2 separate regions of the Sus scrofa genome follow, and region 2 is linked to region 1. The links are chromatin contacts, called in public Hi-C maps. All regions are on one chromosome and are shown on one strand. The core of a region is the stretch at or near the end of the contact, and the rest is flanking DNA. Distances in the headings are between cores, read along the strand shown.

Region 1 (6,287 bases), core at 2,293-4,792:
GGCTCTCGTGAGTTTGGTTACCATGTGCTAGAGAGAATCATCTCAGGCACGGATGGGTCTTTAGAGGCCTATGTAGGTATATCCGCCAGAGAAAGGTGAGCACATGTCCATCAAAGACATGTACAAGGATATTCAGAGCAGCTGTATTCCCAACAGGCCTGAACTGGAAGCCAACTGCCCATCAACAAGAGAATGGGCACACAAACTGTGGTGTATCCACACTACGGAATATTACGCAGCAAGAAAAAGAGAAAATGTCGCACCCAATCATGTGGACAAATCACACAAGATATTTAGTAAAAGGAACTGGACACACTGTATGCCTTGGTGATACGAAGCTCAAGAAGAAAGGAAATGAACAGGTAGAAGAGTGATTAGCTGTAAGGTATTGATTGGAAAAGGGCTCAAAGGAACCTCTGGGGCAATGGCAATGTTCTACCCAGAGGTTGCACAGCTGGATACTCAGGTACGAGTACACTGTTCACTCAAAGTCTGTGCACTTGATGAATCTCACTGTACAACTCAGCTGAACATGTAAACCGAAATGTAATGAAGAAAAAGTGTGCGGGTCTTCAAAGCTCAAAGCTCAGATCCCAATCAGAGGCAGAGCCCAGCTGAGGCAGCCCCTCTTGTGGGTTTTTAAATTATGCCCCAAATTCTTTGATTCTCTGCCCTTCCAAAGGTGGAAGCTAATTTCCCTCCCCTTGAATGTAGACTGGACTCTGTGACTTGATTCTAAATAAACAAAAGATAAAGCAGAAGAGACAGTGTGGACTTGGCACCAAAGCCACAAAAAGGCACTGTGGCTTCAGGCCTGGTCTCCTCACCTTCCCTCTCTTGGGTCACGTGCTTGGGGGAAGCCAGGTGCCATGTCGCGAGGACACTCAAGCAGCCTGGGGAGAGGCCCTGAGGTGAAGAACCGAGGCCTTCAGCCAATCAGCCATTTCTTTTTTTTTTTTTTTTTTTTTGTCTTTTTGTCTTTTGTTGTTGTTGTTGCTATTTCTTTGGGCCGCTCCCGCGGCATATGGAGGTTCCCAGGCTAGGGGTCGAATCGGAGCTGTAGCCACTGGCCTACGCCAGAGGCACAGCAATGCAGGATCCGAGCCGCGTCTGCAACCTACACCACAGCTCACGGCAACGCCGGATCGTTAACCCACTGAGCAAGGGCAGGGACCGAACCCGCAACCTCATGGTTCCTAGTCGGATTCGTTAACCACTGCGCCACGACAGGAACTCCCCAACAGCCATTTCACTTGACCGGGCCATCTGGGAAGGGCTCACTCCAGCCCCACCCAAATCTCCACCGACCTCCTGAGAAATCCACAGCCTGACCTAAGCTCCCAGTTCTAGACCCAGTTCTAGACCTCAGAGACTCTGAGATAAATGTTTACTGTTTTAAGCTGCTAAATGTCCAGTAATTTGTTATTATGCAGCAAGACGCCACTAAAACACAGAGATCTCTCTGTGTCTCACTCCCACAAGCTACCATCTAAGGGCTGCCGGCGCTCCTGAGGCAAGCCCACCCGCCTCACACTGCCCCCTGGCTGGACACTGGATTCGGCCAGCCCCATCCGCCATGGCTTCTCCACTGCATTGACCTCTACCTGGCATTGTCTGGTTGCCTTGGTCACATCCTCTGCAGTCCCTTCTCCCTAAGCTCTGGGAGGGCAGGGCCCCTGCCTGTCTCCCCAGCACCATGGCAGTGCTGGTTACATAGAAAGCACTTGATAAAAATGGACTCAATGAATGGCAAGCCCAACAGCTGGGAATGGCTGGCCTGTCAGCTGCATGGGGTCTGGAAGTTTGGGGCGGCACCAACGATTGGGAGGGGGCGGGGAGCTGGGTCCTAGAAGGAACGGTGCCTGGGTCCCCAGCTGCCCCAGCTCTCTTTCCTACCACCCTGAGCTGCCGTTCTCTGAAAAGAAGGGAAAGTGGGGATCCCTGCGGGGCAAACCCCCTACTCCCCACCAGGGTGTTCTGGGGCCAGAGCTGGGGGCGTGACAAACACTCCTTGCGCTCCAAGAGCAAAGTCAAGTGCCTCCTGCCGGCGCTTTAAGATCCCCGGGAGGGTGCCGCAGTTCCTGACAGGGGCAAGTCATCTTGAACTCCACCTCCAATCCCGAGAGGACGCCGTCTGCTGGCCCCCAACCACACCCCGCCCCAGGCCTGCCTTCCCAGCCCCATTGGCTGAAACCCACTCCACCACATGGGCCCAGCCAATGAGCTGCCGTCCCTGCCCTTTTGAAAGGGGATCCAGCCGGGAATGGTCACAAGAGCCCAGGGAGCAGGCCCTGAAGGGCAGGGGCAGCTGGGGCTATTTGCGGCTCCGCAGGTCAGGTTGCTTTGCCTTCCCTGTTCGGTCCAGGCCCAGAGTCCAGCCCTGGGCCTCATGCCCACCAGGACTCATGCCCTGCCCCTGAGCAGGAGGAAATGGCTTGATTCCTGGGGGTGGGCGGGAGGGGGTGTCACTGTTCTCAGACAAAATGCACTATCTCTGCCATGCCCTCCAGCTCCTCTGCCCTGTGCTCCCCAGGAATGAGACAGAAACTGCTCACAAGTGGCCAGAGGCCAGCGATAAGGGCAAAAGGGCACCAGACCACGTGCCCAGAGAGGCAGGCTCCCAGGGTAGCGATGGGGGGGATCCCGCCTGCACAGAGAGGCCCCTCCTCTTGGCCATCTGATCCCACCAGGTGGGACACCAGCCCCAGAGCTGTTCCCTCTGCCCATTCCCTGCCACTCTGCCTAAAATGCCATCACTTGAGAAACCGTACTTTGCAAAGCCTGGGGAGTTCAGAGCCTTCTTTCAGATCTGAAGCAAACTCCGAGTGACCTTGGGCTCCTGGGTTCAGGCACTGAGCCTCAGTTTCCCTTCTGCACAACAGAGTAGGCAGCAGGCCCTCGATGATCTCCGCAGGTGCCGTGTGACCCATCCCAGCGAGGGGAGGCCACCCTCCTCACACACCCCTCGACTGGGGACCTAGACCTGGTCTGGTGCTAGGTGGTTCAAGGCACTGGGCACATGGGGGGCGTGGCTGTGAAGGGGGGGTGTCCCTACCAGGGGACAGGGGGTCTTAACTTCCCCAGGTCTCTGGGGTGGACGAGGCTGCTGGTGGGGTGCCGTCCAGCCGGTGAAGGCCCAAGTAGGGCTGCCCTCGGCCCTCGCCCCCCTCCTGCTTACACTTACATTTTGCCTCCTTCCAGTCGGTGGAGGTGCTCAGGTCCACCTTCGCCGCCATGGCCAGGGGGGCCCAGGTGCGCACCCCGGCTCTCCGCCCCACTGCTGCCGCCCCCCCAGCCCCAACTCCCGCTGGGGTCCGCGCGCCGGAGTCGTACGCGCCCAGGGACGCCGGGGGACCGCACGCACTGCTGCGGGTCCGCGTGGCACCCGCTGAGGGGCCGGGCCAGGGGCGCGGGGCGCCGAGCAGCTGCCCCGCCGCGCGCAGCTGTGCCAGGCGGCCGGACACTCGGCTCTGCAGAGACATGAGCGGGCGGCGCAGGGCGGCTCCCCGCCCACTTGGACTCTATTTACGGTGCTAGGAGAGTCTCTCCCTTATTTACACGGGGACCGGGTGGCTCGTGCCAGCCCGCGGCGACCTGCTCGGGAGCCAGCGAGCCGCGCGGCCAGAAAACCCGGGCGCGCCGCTGGGCACCCTGGAACTTGTAGTCCCGGCCGCCGGAGGGGCCCGCACACTCCTATACACACGTGCGCGCCCCGCCTGGGCCTGCGTGGGTCGAGCCGCACGCAAGCCCTGCTCTCGGAGGGTCGCCGGCAGCCGTGCGCTCTTTCGGGATTGGCCCAGCCACCGCCAACTTCCTGGGCCGAGGCGCCTCCCGCGCGCGACCCCGGCCCCCCTCCGCCCCTCGGTACAGAGCCGAGCGCAGCTCCCCAGGGGTCAAGCGGCCCCACCCTGTCCCCAGTTCCTGAGAGCCGCGGGTCCCAAGCGGCCCTGGGAAGGTGACGAGTGGCACGAACAGGTATGTCCGGTTGGGCAACTTTCCCCAGGCCGCTGAGCGGCTGCCTCTTAGCCCCAGGGGCAGAGATGCGCGGGGCCGCGCGGGGCCGCGGCTGGAACCAAAGCTAGAGCAGCTGAGGAGGCAAAGCTGGAAATCTTGGAATTTGAAGGCAAAAAACTAGAGCTCCAAGAGCGTTCTTGGGTGGAAGAATTGGGATGATTTTTTTCTTCATATTTTTCCTAATTTCTTACAAGGACTGTAAAGGTAGATTTTTAAAATACATTGTCTTTCTATACCATTTTATTATTGGATAAATATAATAGTGCATATTTTTAAAACCTGGGACAAGGAGCCAGGGTTCCAGAGAAGGTTTTAGTACCAGCTCTGCTCACTCTTACCCTTGTGACTTGCTTCTTGGGCTGTAAATTAGGAGGAAGGATTTCCTGATGTGGCTCAGCGGAAACGAATCTAACTAGTATCCATGAGAACGCAGGTTCCATCCCTGGCCTTGCTCAGTGGGTTAAGGATCCAGCGTTGCTGTGTGTAGGCCGGCAGCTACAGCTCCGATTCGACCCCTAACCCAGGAACCTCCATATGCCTCTGGTGCAGCCTTATAAAGACAATTAAAAAAAAAAAATTAGGAGGAAGACATAGTTCAGGTCTAGCTGGTTGCAGACCTGCTTCTGTGTACCTGGCCTCTCTGGTGCTGTGTAGCAGGAACCCTGGACAGGACTGCAGGGAGGATCACAGAACAGCCCCCTGTGGATGCAGCTGACGTCACCATGGTTCCCAAGAAAGGATCAGCAGCAGACCTGTAGACCGGGAGGTAGACAGTGATCAGCCCTGGGAGGGAGGGTAGAGAGGGACCATCATAAACCAGGGGACAGGAAGCCACTTGTTGCTTCTCCAGTAACTCAGCCGTGTAAGAAGGGCCTTGCCAACTGCATCCAGGACAGCAACCACCCACAGGGTACGAGGTACCAGCCCTTGCCAAGATAAGCCCTCTACAACCATTTGCTCTCCCTTTCTTAACTCAATATGTGTTCCTGGCGAGGCAGCACTGCCCCAGAGCACAGATAAGAAGCCAGGACTGGCTCAAGGCCAACACGGCCTTTGAGGGTCAGAGCCCAGGCTGAGCTCAAGGTTGTTTGGTTCCCATCTGTGGTCTGGAAAGTCATTAGGCAGATGTAACTGATTCAGGCAATGAAGCATGTGGGTGACCCTGTGTTTGAGTTTCCTATTGTTGCTATAACAAATTATCATAAATTTAGCAGCTTAAAGAACAAACAAAATTCATTTTCCTAAAGTTCTGTAGGTTAGAAGTCTGAGCTGAGTCTCACTGAGCTAAAATCACGGTGTCAGCACCAGCTTCCAGAGACCACCCCCCTTCTTCGACTCTCGGCCCTCTTCCTCCATCTTCAAAGCCAGCAGTGTCGCATAACTCAGACCAGTCTTCCCTAGTGGCTTTTCCCTCTGACTTGCTTCTGCTTCCCTCTTGCATTTTTCAAGGACCTGTGCGATTACGGTGAATTCACCAGGATAATCCAGGATCATCTCCCCACTTAAACTCCGCTGATTAGCAACCTTAATGCCATCTATGCCCTTAACTCCCTTTTGCCCGTAAGGCAGCATATTTACAGGCTCCGGGGATTAGGATGCAGACATCTTTGGGGGTCGTTATTCTACTTACTACACCCTTCCTGGCAAAGTCTAGGGAGGAGGACAAGGAGAAGCAGGGAACCCGGCAGTAGAAACTCTCAGTGCCTATCAGGAGGCTGCCTTCTGTATGGTCTGAAATTCGTCTCCCAAGGCTAGGCCATTGAATCACCCTGGACATCCTGGGCATCTGAGTTGGTTTGTCTGTTTTTCTTTCTTTTTTTTTTTTTTTTTTTTGGCCACACCTGCAGCATGCAGAAGTTTCCAGGCCAGGGGCTAAACCCACACCACAGCTGTAACCAGAGCCACAGCAGTGCCAACACCGGATGCTTTTTTTTTTTTTTTTGCTTTTTAGGGCCACATCCACGGCACATGGACATTCCCAGGCTAGGGGGCTAATCAGAGCTGCAGCTGCCAGCCTGCTATGCCACAGCCATGCCAGATCCAAACCACATCTGCAACCGACACCACAGCTCATGGCAATGCCAGATCCTTAACCCACTTAAAGATCCCATCCTTAATGCCAGAGATCGAACCCACGTCCTCATGGATATTAGATTTGTTTCCACTGAGCCACTATGGGAACTCCCGTTTCTTTTTGCCAGGATTTAGCTCTGTTCTCACACAGCAGTCAGGATGGAGAAGGCCCCAGCCATAGCCCACCAAGTTCTGGTCTA
Region 2 (5,457 bases), core at 402-2,901, 280 kb before region 1:
GCATGTGGAAGTTTCCAGGCCAGGAACTGAACTCACAGGCCACAGCAGCAACCCAAGCCATGGTGGTGACAATGCCAGGTCCTTAACCCACTGCACCACCAGGGAACTCCTGTTGACTTGTTGCTCGACCTTGGTCTCTGGCTCTTGTGGGGATTCTCGCTTCTGCCTATCTTAGGGTGAGTTTGGGGGGATGGTTTTCTAAAATGACTAGGGCATGATGAGTGGGGGCCACTTAGAACCAGGGGAATCAGATCAGTCAGCCTACTGCCTCTCCCTGGTGAGACAGTCTACGGGGTAGTTGAAGAGAGGACTCAGGTTGGCACATGGACTTCCTGTTAAAGATAGGGGCCCTGCAGAGATGAGAGGGACCCCAGAGCTCATGAATCTGGTGGTCTCAATTTACTGATAGGGAAGCTGAGACCCAGGGAAGGAAAGGGATTTTTCCAGGTGCTCATTCTTTGGGCCATCCTAAGGAATCTTCATTTTCAGCCAGTTGCTCTTTTCTTTCCCATGAATTTCCTTAGAAGGGATAACTGAAATGTGTATTAAGACGAGAATGTCTCTCCTGCCCTACCTCACAGGGGTATTTAAAAAGGGAACTGGTGTGACTCAATATTGCCATAGAGCGATGTCATTTTGTGCTATTTTGAACAATTAAAAGACTTTTTTTTTTTTTCTGAAGGAAAAAAAAGGCAACTGAAATTCAAAGATGTTATTTAGAATGTCATCACTGGAACAAAGGCATGGATTCTTTCAAGATAGGGACATTGAGGAGTCTAAACATAGAGATGTTATGTGTTTTTCCAAGATCACACAGCATTTTCACTGTGCAGAGCTGGGGGTGGAATGCCAGGGCTGGGGGGACCTCTGCAGCCTCTGGCATTGGAAGCCAAGGACGTTGACCTAGTGCTTGCCTGAGACCTTGAGGAGCCCTGTGGACTAGATGTGGGATGCATGGATAGATAAATAGAAGCCACGATAGACAATAGCAGGTGATGAACGGTAGGTAGACAGGTAGCAGACTAACGCTGCATCTGACAGATGACACACATGTTGATAGATAAACTGGATGAGAAATGAAATGGAATTTATGGGCTGACTTTAGAACCAAAGGATGCCAATAGCTAACAGCTTCGTTTTCTATTTAGTCAAATAGTAACACGCACAGGGGATCCACACTCCCTGTTCAAGGTTTGAAAATACCCGGAAACTGACGGAAAGAAACGAAGAGTCAGAATCTGGGTACCACCCGAGGGAATGACCCGAAGCTCGCCCGATCTCGGGTGTTGCCGGAAATGGCCGACGACCGCCGTCGGCTGCTGGGCGGGATGGGGGCGTGGCCGGCTCACGGCACGAGGAGCAGCTTCGGGTGTTTCCGGAAACAGCCGAGAGCCCGCGAAGTGGGCGGGGAAAAGCCTGTGGGCATCGCTGGAGTACCCGGGGAGGCTTCGTGGATTTCCGTAAACAGAGCCGAAGCTTGATCTTCGGAATCGAGGAGGTGCGCGCGTCCCCGGGGCTACCTTCTTCGGGTGTTTCCGGAATTCACCCGTAGTCCGTGGCCGGGAGGAGAAGGCGCGCCCCCCTCCCGTTTCAAGCCGCTTCGGATGTTTCCGGCTGCTGCCGGCGGAAAGAGCCGAGGGCCGGCGGTGGTGGCGGCCATGTTGGGAGCAGCAGGTCCGGCGGCGGCTGCCTGGGTGCCGGGCGCGGAGCAGTGCCGCTGAGGGCAGGGGAGGAGCGAGGCAGGCGGCCGGCTGCGGCGGCAGAGAGTAGGCGGAGCGGCGCGGCCCGGCCGAAAGGCGGCACAGCCCAGCCGGGGGTCGGGGGGGTGCGGTCCGGAGCCGCTCGGAGCCGGCGCGGCCTAGCCCGAGCGGCGCATCCCCGGGCTGGCGTGAGCGGCAGCCCGGCCTCCCCGCACCCCCGGCCGGGGCCCATGCGGCGGGTGCCCCTGCTGTGAGAAGCCCCGCCCGGCCGGGCTCCGCGCCTTCCCTTCCCTCCCTTCCTCCAAGCTTCTCGGTTCCCTCCCCCGAGATACCGGCGCCATGTCCAGCGCCCGGACCCCCCTACCCACGCTGAACGAGAGGGACACCGAGCAGGTAAGGAGCCTGAAGGCTCCCCGAATTCTCTGGCTGGGCCCCTGCACCTTGCAGAGCCTCCTCCCTCCTCAGTTCTCCTCGTGCCCCTGCTGCCGTTCTGTAAGCCTCGGCTGCCCTGTCATCTGGCTCCTGGCACCGCACATCCCCCTTCCGAGTCCTGTCCTGGGACCCACCTCGTCCAGACTCCAAGCTGCACACTTGTCTTTCTGCCGACCCCCCCGTCTCCCCTCACCGCCCTCCTGCGCTCTTCCGTGTTACCTCCCCAGCTTCCTCTTCTCTTCCCTTTTTCTCTCAGGGGCCTTTCTGGTCTTCCTCCACCCACGCTTAAAGCAGCCACCCTCCTGCTCCCCCAGTAGCACCCTGCGATTTGCCCCAGATCGTTGTCCACCTCTTCCTCCATCCCTCCAGCCTTGCGTCCCCTCCGCCCGCACCGGTTCTCCCAGTCCCGGTTCCCACCCTCGGGGGCCTTGCCCTGGAGTGTGTTCTCAGTCCCTATCCTCTTCCAGTTCCCTAGCGTTTTATGCTGCCTCTTGCTTCTCCACATTGTGCTCGCCGTCTTGCTTGCAACCCACCAGCTCCACCCTCATCACCTTTCCAAATCGTTCGCCTACTCTTGGCTCATCACTTTCCCTTCTCTTCTCCAGGAGCTCCCTGGTGCCTCGCGCTGGCATTTGTTGCTTCCGTGTTTCCCATCCAGCTGTCATGCGCATAGTTTTCCCACAGGTTGTCTTGGGGGTTCCAGTCTTCACCCCCGTCAGAGCCTTTGGATTGGTCACGATCTCTTCCTCTGGGGTGCCCCGGTCTCCTGTTTCTCACTGTGAGCACTTTACCAGTCTGCTCCCTGAGCTCTTCCTGCCGAGGGGAAGACATTATTTCAGCCCCACTCCATTAACCGCAACCTGTTGCTCAGATCTTTCCCGGCCCCGCTGCATCACCGTCCTTCCCTTTTTGTCCTTAGACCGCGACGCAGACCGTGACGCTTCCTTGTCTCCACTCCTGCCTCTGGCCCTCTCCATAGTATCTCCCCCCTTGCTTGTTGCCTTCCGGTTTCTCTACCCCCACCCTGTCTTCCTTACTGTAGCTCTTGCTCAGGATTGCCTTTCATCTCCATATTAGTCTCCTGCCTTTTTCGCCTCATCCTTATTTTCCCTGCATGTGCTCCTACCCACCCCCTTGTGATTGGCTAGTCTTTGTAACTCTGGGGCCGGGTATTTTGCATGCTGGTTTCTTGAGCCTCACACTCCCCCTCGTCCTGGCAATCACTGCTATCGTTTGTCACCCAAGCCTTAGCCTTTTCTGTGTCATCTCACCTCTGAGCCGAGGCGTCCACTTACCACCCCTCCTCTTTCTTTCCCCGTCTCCAGTGTCCCTTGCTGCCTGCTCTGTGGAGAGTCCCCTTCCTGTCACACCCTTCTCCGTGGAGAACTTTACAGGGCAGAAACACTTGACTTGAAAAGAGGGCTCTTCTCCCCTTGGGGCTTTCGGTGATTTTTGCATCCTTTTCCCTCATTTCATTCTTTGGTTCCCTCTTGTTCCCTTCTCTCTGCATAGTGCAGTAGAACCTTTGTTATATCCTCTTGCAGGTTAATGTCTTTCTCTGAAAAATCTTCCCTCTTTTCACTTTCCTGCGTTTTTCTCTCTTGTTACTCCCTCACTCTGTCATCCAGGCAGTCAGGAACTCTAGAGGAGCTCTGGATAAGTTTTTCTACGCAGTGGTTGGCGCTTTAGTTACTGATGGATTGATTGATTGCTTCTGGGGGTGAAACAGGGGTGGAGAGGGAGGGGTGGTTGATTTCCATTTCAGCACTGGGTTTGGCAGTGGCTCTGCATGGGACCGAGGTCTTTGGAAATAGGAGCATCGTCTGTATCTCACCGTCTTTCCCTCGCATGCCAGCTGTTTCTCTCTCCTTATGGGGAACTGCTTTCTAGAGGCCCTCTCGAGGGTGCCTCTTCCATTTTTTTTTTCCCCTATTATTTCAGCAACCTTTATTTTAGCAGGTAAATCCTGCGTAACCAGAGGACTTTCCCAGACTGTTGATTCTGAGCTGGTAGGAGGAGGCTAAGTGACTGACTGGCACCCTGAGGCATCTGGGGAGTGGCAGTCGAGTGCCTACTCTCTGAGTGAGGCTGTGGGGGGCATTGTGTTCAGCAAAGTAGAGTAACAGTGTCTCAGTGTGGTTTCTTTGTGCTGTTTACTCATTGGGAATGTGTTCTTGCCACGGTCTTTTTCTTGTGATGTGTGCATTGATTTCTTTTCTTCCCTGCAATGGATGAGCACATAGTAGGAACTCAGTGCGCACCCACTGATTTTAGATAGCAGAACTGTGGGAGTCATTTGGGAGCATAGGCTCCTCCTTGATAACTTTGTCCAGGGCACTGGCTGCATACATTGTCGTCCTGTTCCAGATTTTGAATTACTCATCCCGTTTCCACTCTATGGATTTAAGTTCCCCTGAGCCACTTCATCGCTTCTGTTGTCCTTCTCAGCGTAGTAGCGCTATTGCCTTGATAATAAGTCTCATTCTAGTAAAAGCATGGACTTTAAAGGAGTTCCCGTCGTGGCTCAGGGGTTAATGAACCCAACTAGCATCTGTGAGGATGCAAGTTTGATCCCTGGCCTCGCTCAGTGGGTTAAGGATCTGGCATTGCGCTGAGCTGTGGTGTAGGTAGAAGACACAGCTCGGATCTGGTGTGGCTGTGGTGCAGGCCGGCAGCTACAGCTCCAGTTAGACCTCTAGCCTGGGAACCTCCATGTGCCACAGGTGCAGCCCTAAAAAGACAACCCCCCCCCAAAGACCCAAAAACCTTTCAGGAGTTCCCATTGTGGCTCAGTGGTAATGAACCCAACTAGTATCCATGAGGACTCAGGTTCGATCCCTGGCTCCGCTCAGTGGGTTAAGGTTCCCAAGTTACTGTGGCTGTGGTGTAGGCCAGCAGCTACAGCTCCATTTTGACCCCTAGCCTGGGAACTTCCATATGCCTCAGGTGTGGACCTAAAAAGACAAAACAAAACAAAACAAAACCTTTCAGAGAGTTTCTTGGTATCTCAGTGGGTTAAAGATTCAGTGTTGTTACTGCAGTGGCTTGGGTTTCTGCTGTGGTGTGGATTCGATCGTGACATAGGCACAACCAAAAAAGCAAAACAACCCAAAAAACGACCTTACAGGCAGGTGCTGATATATATTCTTTTAATTTTAAAAATTTACTTATTTATTTTGGTCGGCCCTGGAAGTTCCCAGACCAGGGATCGAACCCTCACCACACCTGTGGCAAGGCCAGATCCTTAACCCACTGTACCACCCCGGAGCTTCCGCCGGTATTTTTTAAAACAAGAAAAAAGACAAGCAGCAGCTTCTCTGGTCTG

Evidence for each region. A called contact is a pair of places that touch in the nucleus more often than the background predicts.
Region 2: a contact with region 1 is called in a Hi-C map of skeletal muscle, with 5 times the contacts expected there. The contact joins the promoter of MARK2 here to the promoter of MACROD1 in region 1. A contact is called at or near these places in 3 of 5 promoter capture datasets (fetal liver, fetal skeletal muscle and liver) and 9 of 47 Hi-C or Micro-C datasets (alveolar macrophages, embryonic fibroblasts, liver and 5 more).

Annotation. Positions count from the first base shown.
Region 1 is chr2:7,936,380-7,942,666 of Sscrofa11.1, reverse strand. MACROD1 (MACRO domain containing 1) reads right to left here and starts at 3,542. Exons shown (of 11, transcript NM_001204770.1): 1 at 3,185-3,542. The coding sequence starts at 3,482. It overlaps STIP1 (stress-induced-phosphoprotein 1), which reads left to right and starts at 3,667. Exons shown (of 15, transcript XM_003353794.4): 1 at 3,667-3,975.
Region 2 is chr2:8,212,161-8,217,617 of Sscrofa11.1, reverse strand. It overlaps MARK2 (serine/threonine-protein kinase MARK2), which reads left to right and starts at 1,651. Exons shown (of 18, transcript XM_021082895.1): 1 at 1,651-2,093. The coding sequence starts at 2,040.